Regions from separate parts of the Sus scrofa genome. Here regions 1 and 2 are each linked to region 3. A link is a contact called in public targeted proximity ligation data. All regions are on one chromosome and are shown on one strand. The core of a region is the stretch at or near the end of the contact, and the rest is flanking DNA. Distances in the headings are between cores, read along the strand shown.

Evidence for each region.
Region 1: a targeted proximity ligation map of alveolar macrophages shows a contact between it and region 3.
Region 2: a targeted proximity ligation map of alveolar macrophages shows a contact between it and region 3.

Annotation. Positions count from the first base shown.
Region 1 is chr5:76,174,284-76,178,649 of Sscrofa11.1, reverse strand. All of the region lies in intron 2 of ANO6 (anoctamin-6), which reads right to left. Among named protein-coding and RNA genes, the nearest start is that of ANO6, 64 kb to the right of the region's middle.
Region 2 is chr5:76,210,930-76,215,229 of Sscrofa11.1, reverse strand. All of the region lies in intron 3 of ANO6 (anoctamin-6), which reads right to left. Among named protein-coding and RNA genes, the nearest start is that of ANO6, 100 kb to the right of the region's middle.
Region 3 is chr5:76,099,081-76,103,883 of Sscrofa11.1, reverse strand. No RefSeq gene overlaps it. Among named protein-coding and RNA genes, the nearest start is that of ANO6, 11 kb to the left of the region's middle.

The sequences.
Region 1 (4,366 bases), core at 1,695-4,194, 75 kb before region 3:
GCGAGCCAAGGGTTCGGAAGTGGGAAATACCGTGGCATTTTGAAGGATCTGATTAAACATGGGACTAGAGAGCAGTAAAGAGGTGAGGCTGGGGGACAAAATGAGGCTAAAAAGGAGCCAAGGGGTACAACACATGCTCTGCCAGGTAAGTGGTGTGTGGCATCACAGCATTTTGGAGCATTCGGTTGTGGCCAAGAGCAGATACAATGGACCCATTATTAGATATGGTAGAGACTGCTCCTTGAAAACCTGCTAACAGTGAGTCATGCTGTCGCTGCCACCAGCCCCCACCTGTTCCCTGAGGATGCCACTTGCTGCCTGGATGGGTCCTGAGGAGGGCTCATGCCCCAAACAGCTCCCATGGGGCTGCCTGAGAACCCTCCACCTTGGGGTCCATGTGGCTTCCTTTCAAGTGGCAGCTCATGTAAGACAAGAGTTGGTGCAAAAATCCATGAGGTGATGCCTACGACAGCTTGGGGTGCAGCAGAGCAGATAAAAGTCCCACTTCCCCTCACGCTGTGTGACCCTGGGCACAGGCTCAACCTCTCTAAGTCACTGCTTCCTCCTCATATTGTGACAATGAAACAAGATGACAAGTCTTTGCTCAAACCTTGTCTTCTCAGGAGGCTTCTCCAGCCACTGAGCCCTGCCCCCACTTCCTCCAACAATCTACATAATTTATATATGGAAAAAAAAAAAGAATTGGTCTAAAACAGTAGTAGTGGTGACAGGGCTGACCTAAGACAGGAGTCGTGGAGACAGAGAAGACAAATCCAAAATATATTTTGATGATAGACCTAAAAGCACTGGGACAAAGGGGTACAATGAAGGAGAAACCCAGGATGACACCCAGCTTTCTGACTTTAGGAACTGGGAGGATGGTGGTGCCATTTACCAAAACGGCCAAGCTGGGATGGGGAAAGGCAGACTCAGGAAGTCAGGATAAGGAAGTGAATCAAGAGCTCCTCCTTGGGCGTGACACATTCAAAAGCATCAAGGAGAAGTGCATGGAGTTCCTGCTGTGGCTCAGCAGGTTAAGAACTTGATATAGTGTCTGTGAGGTTGGGGGTTCAATCCCTGGCCTCACTCGGTGGGTTAAGGATCTGCATTGATCCAAGCTGCAGTGTAGGTCGCAGATGCAGCTCAGATCCAGTGTTGCTGTGGCTGTGGTATAGGCCAGCAGCTGCAGCTCCAATTTGACCCCTAGCCTGGGAATTTCCATATGCCTTGGGTGTGGTGGTTAAAAAAAAAAAAAAAAAAAAAAAAGGAGGCAGTGCCATGTGGGGTCTGGAGCTCAGAATAGGTCAGTATTGGACATATCCATACCCTGGGGAATCATCAGGTCACTGATGGCATGTAAAGCCTGGGAATCGATGAGCTTGTGACACAAGAAGCAGGCCTAAGCCACATCCTGAAGAATTCTCCACATTCAGGGTCCCCAGAGAAAGCAATGTCAGCAAAGGGTGAAGGAATGGCTAGCAGGGAAGGTGGAGGCCAAGGTAGGAGGGAGTTTCCAGAATAGAATGGAGAGCTGTGCTTCAAGCTACTCAGAGATCTCGTAAGACAGGATAGGAATGTATCTTTTGGAAGCCGCAGCATATAGATCTTCGGTGACCCTGAGAAACTGCGAAAGCATGATGGGAAAAGATACCAGACTATCCAAGTGAAGAGCGAGTGATTAATGGTGAGCTACAGTGAGTCCAGACAACATTTTAGAAATTCTGCCTTAAAATGGGACAGAGATAAGGGGGCAAGAGAAGGAGAGGAATATTAGGGTCTAGGAAGGTGTTTGGCTCTTTAATTTTCAATATAGGGGTACCAGGGCATTAATTCCCTTATTCTTTCACTCATTCAGAAAATACATACTGATCACCAGAACAAGGTCATTTTAGGGAGCTTAAGATCTGCTGGGGGACAGAGGCAATAACCAAAGGCCCATGTACTAAATTCAGGTGGAGAGAAATACTCCGAAAAGAAATAAAGTTGGTTAAAGGGATAAGGAGTATCAGTGATATTTTAGACAAGTCAGGGTGCCAGCTGGGAAGGGGTGGCATTTGGGGGGAACTGAGCGAAGTGCAGGAGCAGGAATCCCAGACGGGAAGCGGGGGATGGGTGAGAGGAGGTAGAGAGGAGGATGAGTGCTTCAGGCGGGGGTGGGGGGGTGCAGAGACAGGCTGGAAGAGATGGGCACAGAGAGGTGGCAGGGGCCTTCAGTAGAGCAGGGCCGAGAGTTTGAACTGTACACTGTTTTCAGGGAATCCACTTCAGGTCCTACAAAAGCCCAACACAGAAGGTGCACTGTGGCTGTGGTATAGACTCGGCCCACGAGGTAATACAAGTGCAGGTGGTGGAGTGGGCGTGTGAAATGAGGACCACTTGAATTGGGGATGGATGCTAATGGCTCGAATTGGAGGTGGGAGAGAAAAGCAGGGATCAAGGATGACTCAGGGTCACGGCTGAGCCACTGGGTAGGAGTCGCTGCTGAGATGAGAAACAATGGAAGAAGGGCAGAGCTAGAAAACCAATCAAGAGTTGGGTTTTGGATGAGTTCAGTCTGAAACGCCTATTAGGCAAATAGAGAGGTAAAATAGACAGCTGGAAAGCCAGGGAGAGATGAGGACTGGAGATACACATGTGAACTCATCAGCATATAGATTTAAGGGATTTATGGCCCAGGAAATGAAGGGGGTCACCTAGGAAATGCGTGGAGATGAGAAGAGGTCTGAGAACAAAGCCCTCAGCCCTCCAAAGTGTAGAGGTCAGGCCTGGGGAGAGAAGGATCCAGTGGGGGGGTGGGGGGGGGAGCTGTGAGCAGAATCAAGATGGAGGAGCACCATAGAAGCCAAGTCAAGAAAGAATTTCAGGAAGGAGGGAGTGGTTGATGGTATCCAGGGCGGCTGAGATAAGCTCGAGCTCCAGGAGAAAGTGCCAAGGGCTTCTGTGACTCATGATGAATGAACAATGCTCCGAGAGAACATTCCTTCCCCAGAAGTGTACTCAGACGACTAGTTATCTGGAATAGAAACCCTCAGTTCAGTTAGAACACCAAGGCTCTGTTTCCAAGAATGCCGTTATCACAGGGCAAGCCCTCCTTCAGGATTCTCCCCAGCCAGCCAACCAGGAGGTCCCTGTGCCTGTGAAAGGGAAACAGCTCTAACGGGTAGGCCTGCAAAACTGGGAAGCACACCAGTGCTCAGAGCAAAGAGAATCAGACAGGATAGGGCAGGACACAACTCTTTGACAGGTTTCTGCATCTTCCTAGCTCACAGCCTGTTAGGAGGAAAATGAATAAAATCATTCTTTCCATCTCATATACTCACTAGAACTGTAGAACAGCTGCAGTTTTTACAATTTTTAATTGATTGTTCCTAACCCCCTTTCCCCCCACTCTTCTTTGTTCATGTTGCAGCCCCCCCCCTTTTTTTGGCTGCCCCAGTAGCATGCAGAAGTTCCCGAGCTGGGGGTCACCATAGCAGTGACAGTGCCGGATCCTTCACCCAATGAGCCACCAGGAAAGTCCAGCCACTGACATCTAAAATCAGGTTTTTGGGGGAGGGAGTGGGAGGGATCGGGAGCTTGGGCTTATCAGACACCACTTAGAATAGATTCACAAGGAGATCCTGCTGAATAGCATTGAGAACTATGTCTAGATACTCATGTTGCAACAGAAGAAAGGGTGGGGGAAAAAATGTAATTGTAATGTATACATGTAAGGATAACCTGACCCCCTTGCTGTACAGTGGGAAAATAAAAAAAATTATAAAAAACAAAAAAAACAATACAAAAAAAAATAAATATACTTTTACGTAAAATAAATAAATAAATAAATAAATAAATAAATCAGATTTATTGAGGTTTAATCTTTTTTTTTTTTTTGGCCTCACTGGCAGCATATGGAAGTTCCTGGGCCAACGATCAAATCCAAGCCACAGCTTCGACCTACACAGCAGATCCTTAATCCATGGCACCCCAGGGAATTCCAAGGTGTAACTGAATACGGTAAAAAGAGACCATTTCTAAGTTGGATGCTTTCTGACCAACACATAGGATCCGGTATCTCCATCACAATGAACACGTAGACCACTTCCATCACCCTAAAACGTTTTTCCCTGCCCCTCTGCAGGCAATCCCCTCTACTCTTCTAGCCCCCAGCAAGCAAATCTACAATTTTGCTTTTTCAGAATGCCGTAAAAATGGAATCAAAAAGTCGGCAGCCTTTTGTGTCTGGCTTTTGCACTCAGCACCATGCTTTTGAGACACAGCCATGTTGTTGCCCCATCAGTAGCTTGTTCTTTGCTGCTGAATAGTACTCCACGGTAGGGACGTGCCACAGTTTATCCATTTTGGGCATTTGAACTGTTTCTAG
Region 2 (4,300 bases), core at 1,425-3,924, 110 kb before region 3:
GTCCAGTCACTCTCCAGATTTCCCTCCTCCCTCTCTGGTGGGTCTCGCTTTACAGCCATCTACTGGTTCTCCAGCCACTGCTTCTTATTGCTTGGAGATTTAAGCCTTAGTTCTGTTACTTCTCCAACACACTACTCCTGTCGTAAACCTTGGGGATAACCCTATCCACCTACCCATGCATCTGCCCTGCCGCAGCCCCACGTTCCAGTGCTCACACCCCAGACCCAGTCTGTACCAGTTAAAACCCCTCCCTCAGTTCTAAACGCCAGACTCTTCAACGCTACCTCCTCTTTTTCCAGTTTACTCTCTCCAAAACCCCAACCTCCAAAAGTTACTGAGCCCCACTAGGGTCTAAATCTCTTTTCCTTTTTTTTTTTTTTTTTTTTTTTTTTTTGCTTTTAAGGGCTGTGCCCATGGCATGTGGAGGTTCCCAGGCTAGGGGTCCAACTGGAGCTACAGCTGCCACAGCAACGCAGGATCCGAACCCCGTCTGCAACCTACACCACAACTCATGGCAACAATGGATCCTTAACCCACTGAGTGAGGCCAGGGATTGAACCCTCAACCTCATGCTTCCTAGTCAGATTCATTTTCACTAAGCCATGAAGGGAGCTCTAGGTCTAAATCTACTGATCCTCCTGTCTCACTTTCCTTGTGTCTGGGTTCTTCCTGCAAACACCCTGCAACTCTCTTACCCTTCCTTGTCTTGCTATTTTTGTCTTTTTGGTCTTTTTTTTGAAGGGCCACACTGGCAACAGCATATGGAGGTTCCCAGGCTAGGGGCCAAATTGGAGCTGTAGCCACCGGTCTACGCCAGAGCCACAGCAACTCTGGATCTGAGCCATGTCTGCAACCTACACCACAGCTCACGGCAACGCCGGATCCTTAACCCACTGAGCGAGGCCAGGGATCGAACCCTCGTCCTCATGGACCCTAGTCAGGTTCGTTAACCACTGAGCCACGAAACGGGAACTCCCTTGTCTTGCTATTTTTTAAAAAATCTATTTTTCATGTAATTCAGAGCTTGTAAGCTTACAGATTGTAGGCCCTGTAAGATTAAATGAGATTCTAAAATGGGGCCAAAGAGTCATCATTATTAATGAAAAGAAAGTTAATAATGAAACATAAAACACAAAGAAAGGAGAGTTCCTTTCAAGGCTAAGATGGCTGTGTTTTACAGCCCAGGGCAATGGACTTGAATTGTTAAGACCTCTATGCAGTGTAACCCTGTGGCTTCAGGCATATCGCTCAACTCTAAGTCTCAGTTTCCTCATCAATAAAATGTAGATTAGAGCATCCACATCAGAAGGTCACTGTGGAGAATAAATTCAATAACACACATATAAAAGTGACTCAAAGACTCAAGTACTATGTAAAAACTGAATACTTTAAAACATTTTCATTAATAAATTTTGGCATCCTTTACCTTGGTAGGCACCAATTTTTCCTTCTGACTTTTTACCTTGACTATTCCTATCATTCATTCCTTTTTAATAATAACATTTAAACAACAGGAAAAGATACGATTAATTCAGCAAATATTTTTGAATGAGCTCAATGTCCCAAGCACTGTTGGTTTTCAAGGAAAACAAATATGAATCAGAAAACGTTTCCTCACTTTTCTGAATCTGGATGGGTCAATCTCTTACCACGGTTTGTTACCGGCATATAAACTCAGCAACTGTAATATCTTTGGGGTTTTTTTTGGCTACGCCCATGGCATGTGGACATTCTTGGGCCAGGGATTGAGCCCATGCCACAACAATGACCCAAGCTGTTGCAATGACAAGGCCAGTTCCTTAGCCTGCTGCACCACAAGGGAGCTCCTCAATAACTATAATACATAAATGAAAAACTGACCGGGAGAAACCCCCAAACCACTTAAATCAAACTCTGCCTATTCCACACCTGCTCCCCAACGCTGGGCTGCTGGTCTTGAATGGGAAAAGCATGCAACCATCATGCCCACTAACCTCAAGTGGACTCTCAGGGTCGCCAGGCAATCATGTTACGTTACCCAGTCCACTCAGGCGCAGAGGTCTGTCTTCTCTCTCTTCTGATCTCCTCATCGCTTTTCCTTCCTTGATCTTAGCTAATACCTCACTTCCCATTTCCTTGGTAAATGAGAAGCAATCAAGGAAAGACTTCAGCAAGCTCCTACTAGCAAAGCTACTGAACTAATTCCACCTGCGTCCCCACACGCTGGCTTTCCTCCTACTGCTAAGGAGCCGTCTCCCCAGCTTCGGGTGGATGCCAACCTCTCCTCCTGCATGGAGTAGATTCCATCCTCTTCCTGCCCTCTCAAAGACATCATTCCAGAAATTCTTCCTCCTCACTCCTGCATCATCGGAGTTTTTCTCCCAGTTGGATTATTTCCATCACTTTATAAAAAATAATTCCTGCCATCTTAACTACATTTTCTTAAAAACTCTCTTCAATCTAACCTCCTTCCAGATAATATCCCCTTTCTCTATATTCTTGTTCAATATACATTTTAAAAAGTGTTACGTAAATGCCCACATCCAGTTCCTCTTCTCCTGTTCTGTTTTGAATCCTCTCTAATGAGGTTTTGGATGCCAGCCCACAGCTGAGGGCTCTCTTTCCCAGGTCTCTTCGATATTGCTAAATCTAATTTCCCATCCTCATCAGCGGCATTTGGTCACTCCCTCCTGTATACTTTGCTCATTTCGCTTCCCAGACTCTCCTTGTTTTTCTCCACTTCACTGGTTCCTCCTTCTCAGCCTCTTCTGCTGATTCTTCCTTCTTTCTCCCTGACCTACAAACATTCAAACTCCCCAGAGCTCAGGCCAGGATTTCTTGAGTTTCTCTTTCTCACTCTGCCCCCTTGCTGCTCTCTCTCTCCCCCATAGCTTCAAATACTGTCTGTGTGCTGACAAGCCCCAGATCTCTAGCTGGAGCTTTCTCTTTAAGTTGGATCACATATCAGCCTCTCCACTTGCATGTCCCAAACTTGCCGCATCCAGAATAGAATTTCGATTTTTCTCTAAATCGTCTCCCTTCCAACTATTCCTTCCACAGTCTTCCAGGTCAGAAATCTTGGAGGCATCCTTGGCTGCTCTTTCTCAAACACATCGTGTCTGATCTGTCAACCAATCCTTCTGGTTCTACCTTCAAAACATACTGAGGATGTGAACAGGTCTCACTGCTGCTGGAGTTAACACTCAAGACCAAGCCACCGCCACCTCTCACTTGGATTCTTGAAAAGTCCGACAGACCTCCCTGCTTCTGCTCCTGTTCCATCACAGCCTCTTCTCATGATGGCCAACGTTTTCCAGTTAAAATATCAGTGAAGTCAGGTAACGTCTCTCTTCTGCGCAAACCTCCCTAGTTACTCTCCCAAGGGTTATCCTCAAATAACATCCCAACTCATTCAGATTAAAACCAAAGTGTTTACAATCGCCATAGAGTCCCCACTGTCTACTCTCACCACCCTTCATTCTACTCCAGGCACACGGGCCTCCTTCCACTCCCTCTAACATTCCACAAACTCCCACCTCAAGATCTTTGTTTGTGTTCTGCCTTCGGCCTGGAATGCTCCTCGTCTAGATTTCCAAAGAGCCTGCTCCAGCACCCCACTTTCAGGTCTTTCTGCTCGTCACCTGCTCTGTGAGACATGCCCTGTATGCCTTGTTTAAAACCGGAACCAACTCCCTCCGCCACGCTCACGGCTCATCCTTCCTCTCTTCTTCTCTGAAGGACTTACCACCACGTGACCTGTTACGGAGTCTATGTATTTTGTGTTGCATGTCTCTCCCACCAAAATGTTAGCGCCTACCGAAAGGTAAGACCAAAATGTTTTGTCCACTATGTTTAAAATAGGAGACACCAAATAACTATGTGTTGAATGAATTAATATTTTAACTCTTTCTTAAGGCTCACATCTTTTTTCATCTAAAGACGATCGGATGTGAACTTCAGGAAATTAACTGTATTGATTTTTTTATATTTTTTTAAATTTAAAGGATGGTGGATTTACAATGCTGTGCCAATTTCTGCTGTACAGCAAAGTGACCCATTCATACAGATGTATATATCCCCTTTCTTTTACTATCTTTTACCACAGTCTATCCCAAAAGATTGGATGTAGCTCCCCATGCTATGCAGTCGGACCTCATTGCTTATCCCTTCTAAATGTGTCTTCTAGAAAGCAGTATCGTCCCTCAAAAAGGGAACCAGTTACACACAATTCCAAATGGCATAATTACTCTTCGGACCTCTCTCTTTCTGCCTGACCACGATTGCTGAACGAAGGGGACATATTTGCTTCACTTTAATCCTT
Region 3 (4,803 bases), core at 2,099-4,598:
GCAGATTGTTCCATGGTTATTGGTGCTAAGTTCCATCACCAGGCTACATAGCAAATGCCAGCTCTTTCTATTAAATGACGGTTTGAACCCAGGCAGTCTGACTCCTGGGTCCTTGCGTCTAACCTCTTTGCTCTAGTGCTGCTCTAGGTAAGAGCAAGGGCTCAAGAACCAACAGCACATGCATAAGCAGCATGGCTGGGATTCACAGCTGATTGCTCTGTCTACTACATGAAAATGACCTATCAGTTTATAATCTTAAGAAAGGGCCCTTGGGGAGTTCCTCTTGTGGATCAGCAGTAATGAACATGCATGTATGGAGACATGGATTCAATCCTTGGCCTCGCTCAGTGGATTAAGGATCTGGCATTGCTGTGAGCTGTGGTACAGTTTGCAGAAGTGGCTCAGATCCCACGTTGCTGTGGCTGTGATATAGGCCTGTAGTTACAGCTCCGATTCAAACTCTAGCCTGGTAATTTCCATATGCCCCAGGTGCAGTCCTAAAAAGACAAAAAAAAAAAAAAAAAAAAAAAAAAAGGAAAGAAAGGGCCCTTGGAACTTGCTTTACCTCCTGATGAAAGCAAACTCTTTTGTGTATTCTTGATTTATCGAGGTGAAGAAAAACATGTGCCAGCTTCCTATCTGTACCAAGGACTCAGTTGATTTACTCTAGAAAAGAGGTAACTCAGATTGTGGCTGATTTTCCAGTTTCCACTTTGATTCATGGTCGTACCCCAAGATCCATCTTTCTTATGCACAGGAGAAAGAGTAAATGAAATGGGAGTGTGGTCTTTGGGGTGGGTATTAATCTCTTTGATTCTAGGATAACCTGGGTTCTGAGGAAAGAGGTTTCTAATATTGGGGAGGGAGAAACTTGAGATTAGAATTTTTTAAGGGCAATTTAGGCCAGATTACCTGTATAGCCCTGCTTGAAAACAATGAACTAATTCAGGTAATTTTTTATTCACTAAATTTTCAGAGTTACGTATTTTTGTCTTTGTTTTGCCAGAGAAGATTGACAAATGAGCTCTTCTTGAAGATTCTGGAACAAAGTGAATAAAGTGCTTCTTTCCCTGACAGGCTCTGAAGCCCCAACAAAGGGCTGCTTTACTTTCTTGAAATAGCAGAAGGAACATAACAAAAATTAGGATTAGAACTATCCACACTGCTAGATTAGATTAGAACCACCACATGAGGACAGTTAGATTAGTGGTAAGCAGGATGCTTGCTTTCTTTCTTTTTTTTCTAGGGCCTCACATGTAGTATATAGACATTCCCAGATTAGGGGTCAAATCAGATCTGCAGGTGCCAGCCTACACTACTGCCACAGCAACACCAAATTCAAGCTCTGTCTGCGACCTACACCACTGCTCACAGCAACACGGGATCCTTAACCCACTGAGTCGGGCAAGGGATCCAACCCACATCCTCATGGGTAATAGTTGGGTTTGTTACTGCTGAGTCATAACAGGAACTTCCAGGATGCTTTCTTAAAAAAGAGACTTTCCTTCTTGGTTTTTGTTTTGTCTTGTTTTGTTTTTCTTTCTTTTTTTTTTAAATTTATTTTTTAATTTATTTATTTTTTGTCTTTTTGCCTTTTCTAGGGCTGCTCCTGTGGCATATGGAGGTTCCCAGGCTAGGGGGTCTAATCGGAGCTGTAGCCACCGGCCTACACCAGAGCCACAACAACGCAGGATGTGAGCCGCATCTGCAATCTACACCATAGCTCACAGACACACCAGATCCTTAACTGACTGAGCAAGGCCAGGGATTGAACCCACAACCTCATGGTTCCCAGTCGGATTCGTTAACCATTGCGCCATGACGCCTCCTGTTTCGTTTTTCTTAATTGACGTATAGTTGCTATACCATATTACCTAAGTTACAGGTGCACCATATGGTGATTCACAATTTTTAAAGATTATATTCCATTTTTAGTTATTGTACAATATTGGCTATAGTCCCTGTGTTGTACGATATATCCTTGCAGCTTGTTTTCTACCTAATAGTGTGTGCCTCTTATTCCCTTACCCCCATGCTGCCCTTCCTTTTCCTTCTCCCCACTGGTAATCACTAGTTTGGTCTCTATAATGACTCTGCTTCTTTTTTGTTATATTCACTAGTTTGTTGTATTTTTTTAGCTTCTACATATAAATGATATCATACAGTATTTGGCTTTCTCTGACTTATTTCATTTAGTACAATACCCTCCAAGTCCATCCATGTGGCTGCAAGTAGCAAAATTTCATTCTCTTTTATGGCTGAGCAGTATTAATTTGCTGTGTGTGTGTATGTATATATTTGTATGTATATATACCACTTCTTCTTTATCCATTCATCTGTGGATGGACACATTTTCTGTGTTCTTTTTGATGATACCCATTCTGACAAGTGTGATGTTCTACTTTTGTTTTTGTTTTTTGCTTAAGACATTGAATGGAGGCCACAGCTTTGCCAATAGCTGGTTCTCAATTGCTGTACAGGATGGAAACTATCAAATGCCCTAAAGGTTCCCCATGCCCAGTTTAATACTATAGAATCTAGGCATTGCTGGGGGGGGGGCGCAACATGGATTTCTATAGCACAATCTCAAAGTCATTTTGACTTTAAGCCCATTTTTAAAATATATAATACTTGGCTGAGTTAGGTGAGGTATCAGGGGAAAAGAAGACACAAGGGTCTCACACTTAAAAAGATTAGAAATAGTAGCTAGAGCAGGGGGTTAGGGAAACGGACAAACCATATCAAAGCCTGACTCCCCATGGCACTTTGTTTTGCCACCTAGTCTTCATTTTCATTAGCATTTAATCCACAAATAATTTGGTGAGTGAAAGTGGAGTAAAGCCCTTCACTACGGTGGCTACGGCTCCGATTAGACCCCTACCTAGCCTGGGAACCTCCATGTGCCACAGGAGCGGACCTAAAAAGACAAAAAGACAAAAAAAAAAAAAAAAAAAAAAAAAAGAAAAGAAAAGAAATTTTTATAATCAGCAGAAGGAGCATATTTTATGACTGTAGTCAACTAAAAGAAAAATCTAAGCCTTCTTGGCATTGTTTGTCTCATTTACTGAGCCAAATGGCCTGCAAACTCGAAAATATTTACTCTCTGACCTTTTATAGAAAGAGTTTGCCAACCCCTGGTTTACACTGTCCCTTCCCTTGACCTAACTTTTGGAAGATATATTATTCTTCCGAGATGGAGCTGTTTCAGCAGGTAAATAATCTGCACACATGAGCATTTATAAAGAAGTGCTTGCGGTTTGTTTTATTTTTTCTGGCCACACCCACAGCATGTGGAAGTTCCTGGGCCAGGGATCTAGCCCGTGCTGCAGCTGTGAGCTGCAGCTGTGAGCCACAGCTGTGGGGACGCCTGATCCTTAACCCACTGCACCACAAAGGAACTTCCAAGAACCCCTATTTGTGTGTTGATTTTCACTCGTTAGTCTCAGCAATTACACATTTTCACCCCATAGAAATTACCAAGCAAGAAACCACAAAAGATTTCATAAAGTTAGCAGCCAATTCAAAGTGAGTGCTCTACTGGGAGGTTTTTAACACGTGTGAAGCGTCCTTCTGGTTGTGTAGAACAGGGAACAAAACGGTGCCCAAGAATGGAACAGAGTCCAACTCAGCATTACATTTTCCCCCCAAACTGGCCCGGAGGCCCCTCAACTTCTGGAAACAAAGAGCCAAGTCCTGGAGTCTCTGCTGCTGCTTCTTCCAGGCCTCCGGGGAAGTCAGTTCTCACCCACCCTGAACAGCATGCGTGTCACCTCTCCTCTGCTTCCTGCGCTCTCTAGCTTCGATCCCGGTTGGCGATGCCGATGGCTGTTACTCCCTGTGCCGTCCCTGGGCAGTCCTTCCTCACGCGGTTCCTTCTTTGTCTCTCCCTCAAACTGCTTCAGGAACCCCGACAGCTCCTCCTCAGGGATGGGCTCACGGGGCAACTTTGACTGTGGTCTGGGCTGCAGTCTTTGAGACTCTGAGACCTCACACTAGATGCCTACACCTTTCTTTCTGCCTTGGGCTTTTCTTAGGGCAGTAGCTCTATGCAGGCATCTCTTGTGTGAGAAGTACTTTCTCTCTCCTTCAATCCTTAATATAACCTTGATGGGCAGAGTATCCTAGGTTTTAGTTTTTCTCTTTCATCACTTTAAATAGATCATGCCTCTCCCTTCTGGCTTTCAAAATTTCCAGAGGAAAATTAGCTGATAGCGTTATGGGGATTCCCTTGTATATGACTCTTCATGGGTTGTTTGTTGGTTTGTTTGTTTTTGCTTCCTTTAAAATTCTCTCTTTAATATTTGCCGTTTGAATTACAATATTTCTTGGTGTGGGTCTCTTTAGGTTCATCTTTTTTGGGACTTTATATACCTGGAAATCTGTTTCTTTCTTCGGCTTTGGGATGTTTTCAGCCTAATTCTATCAAATACATTTTTGACAACTTTTTCTCTCTCTTCTCTTTCTGAGACCCTATAATGTACACCTGATGTTGTTCTAAAGTGACCTCGTTTTTAATTTTTTTCCATTCTGATTTCGTGATTTCCATTACTCTTTTGAATTGCTTATGAGCACCACTCTGTCGTTAATTCCTTCTAGTGTGTTTTTCATTTCAGTTATTGTAATCTTCAGCTCTGACTGGAATTTTTTAATATTTCTAGTTCCTTGTTAAAATTCTCACTCTGTTCATCTATCTTTTCCTATGTTCAATTAGTGTTCCTATTACTAATGCTTTGAACTCTTTTTCTGCTAAGTTATTTATCTCTGTTTCATTAGGGTTTTTTTTTTTCAGTTTTTTTTTCCTTG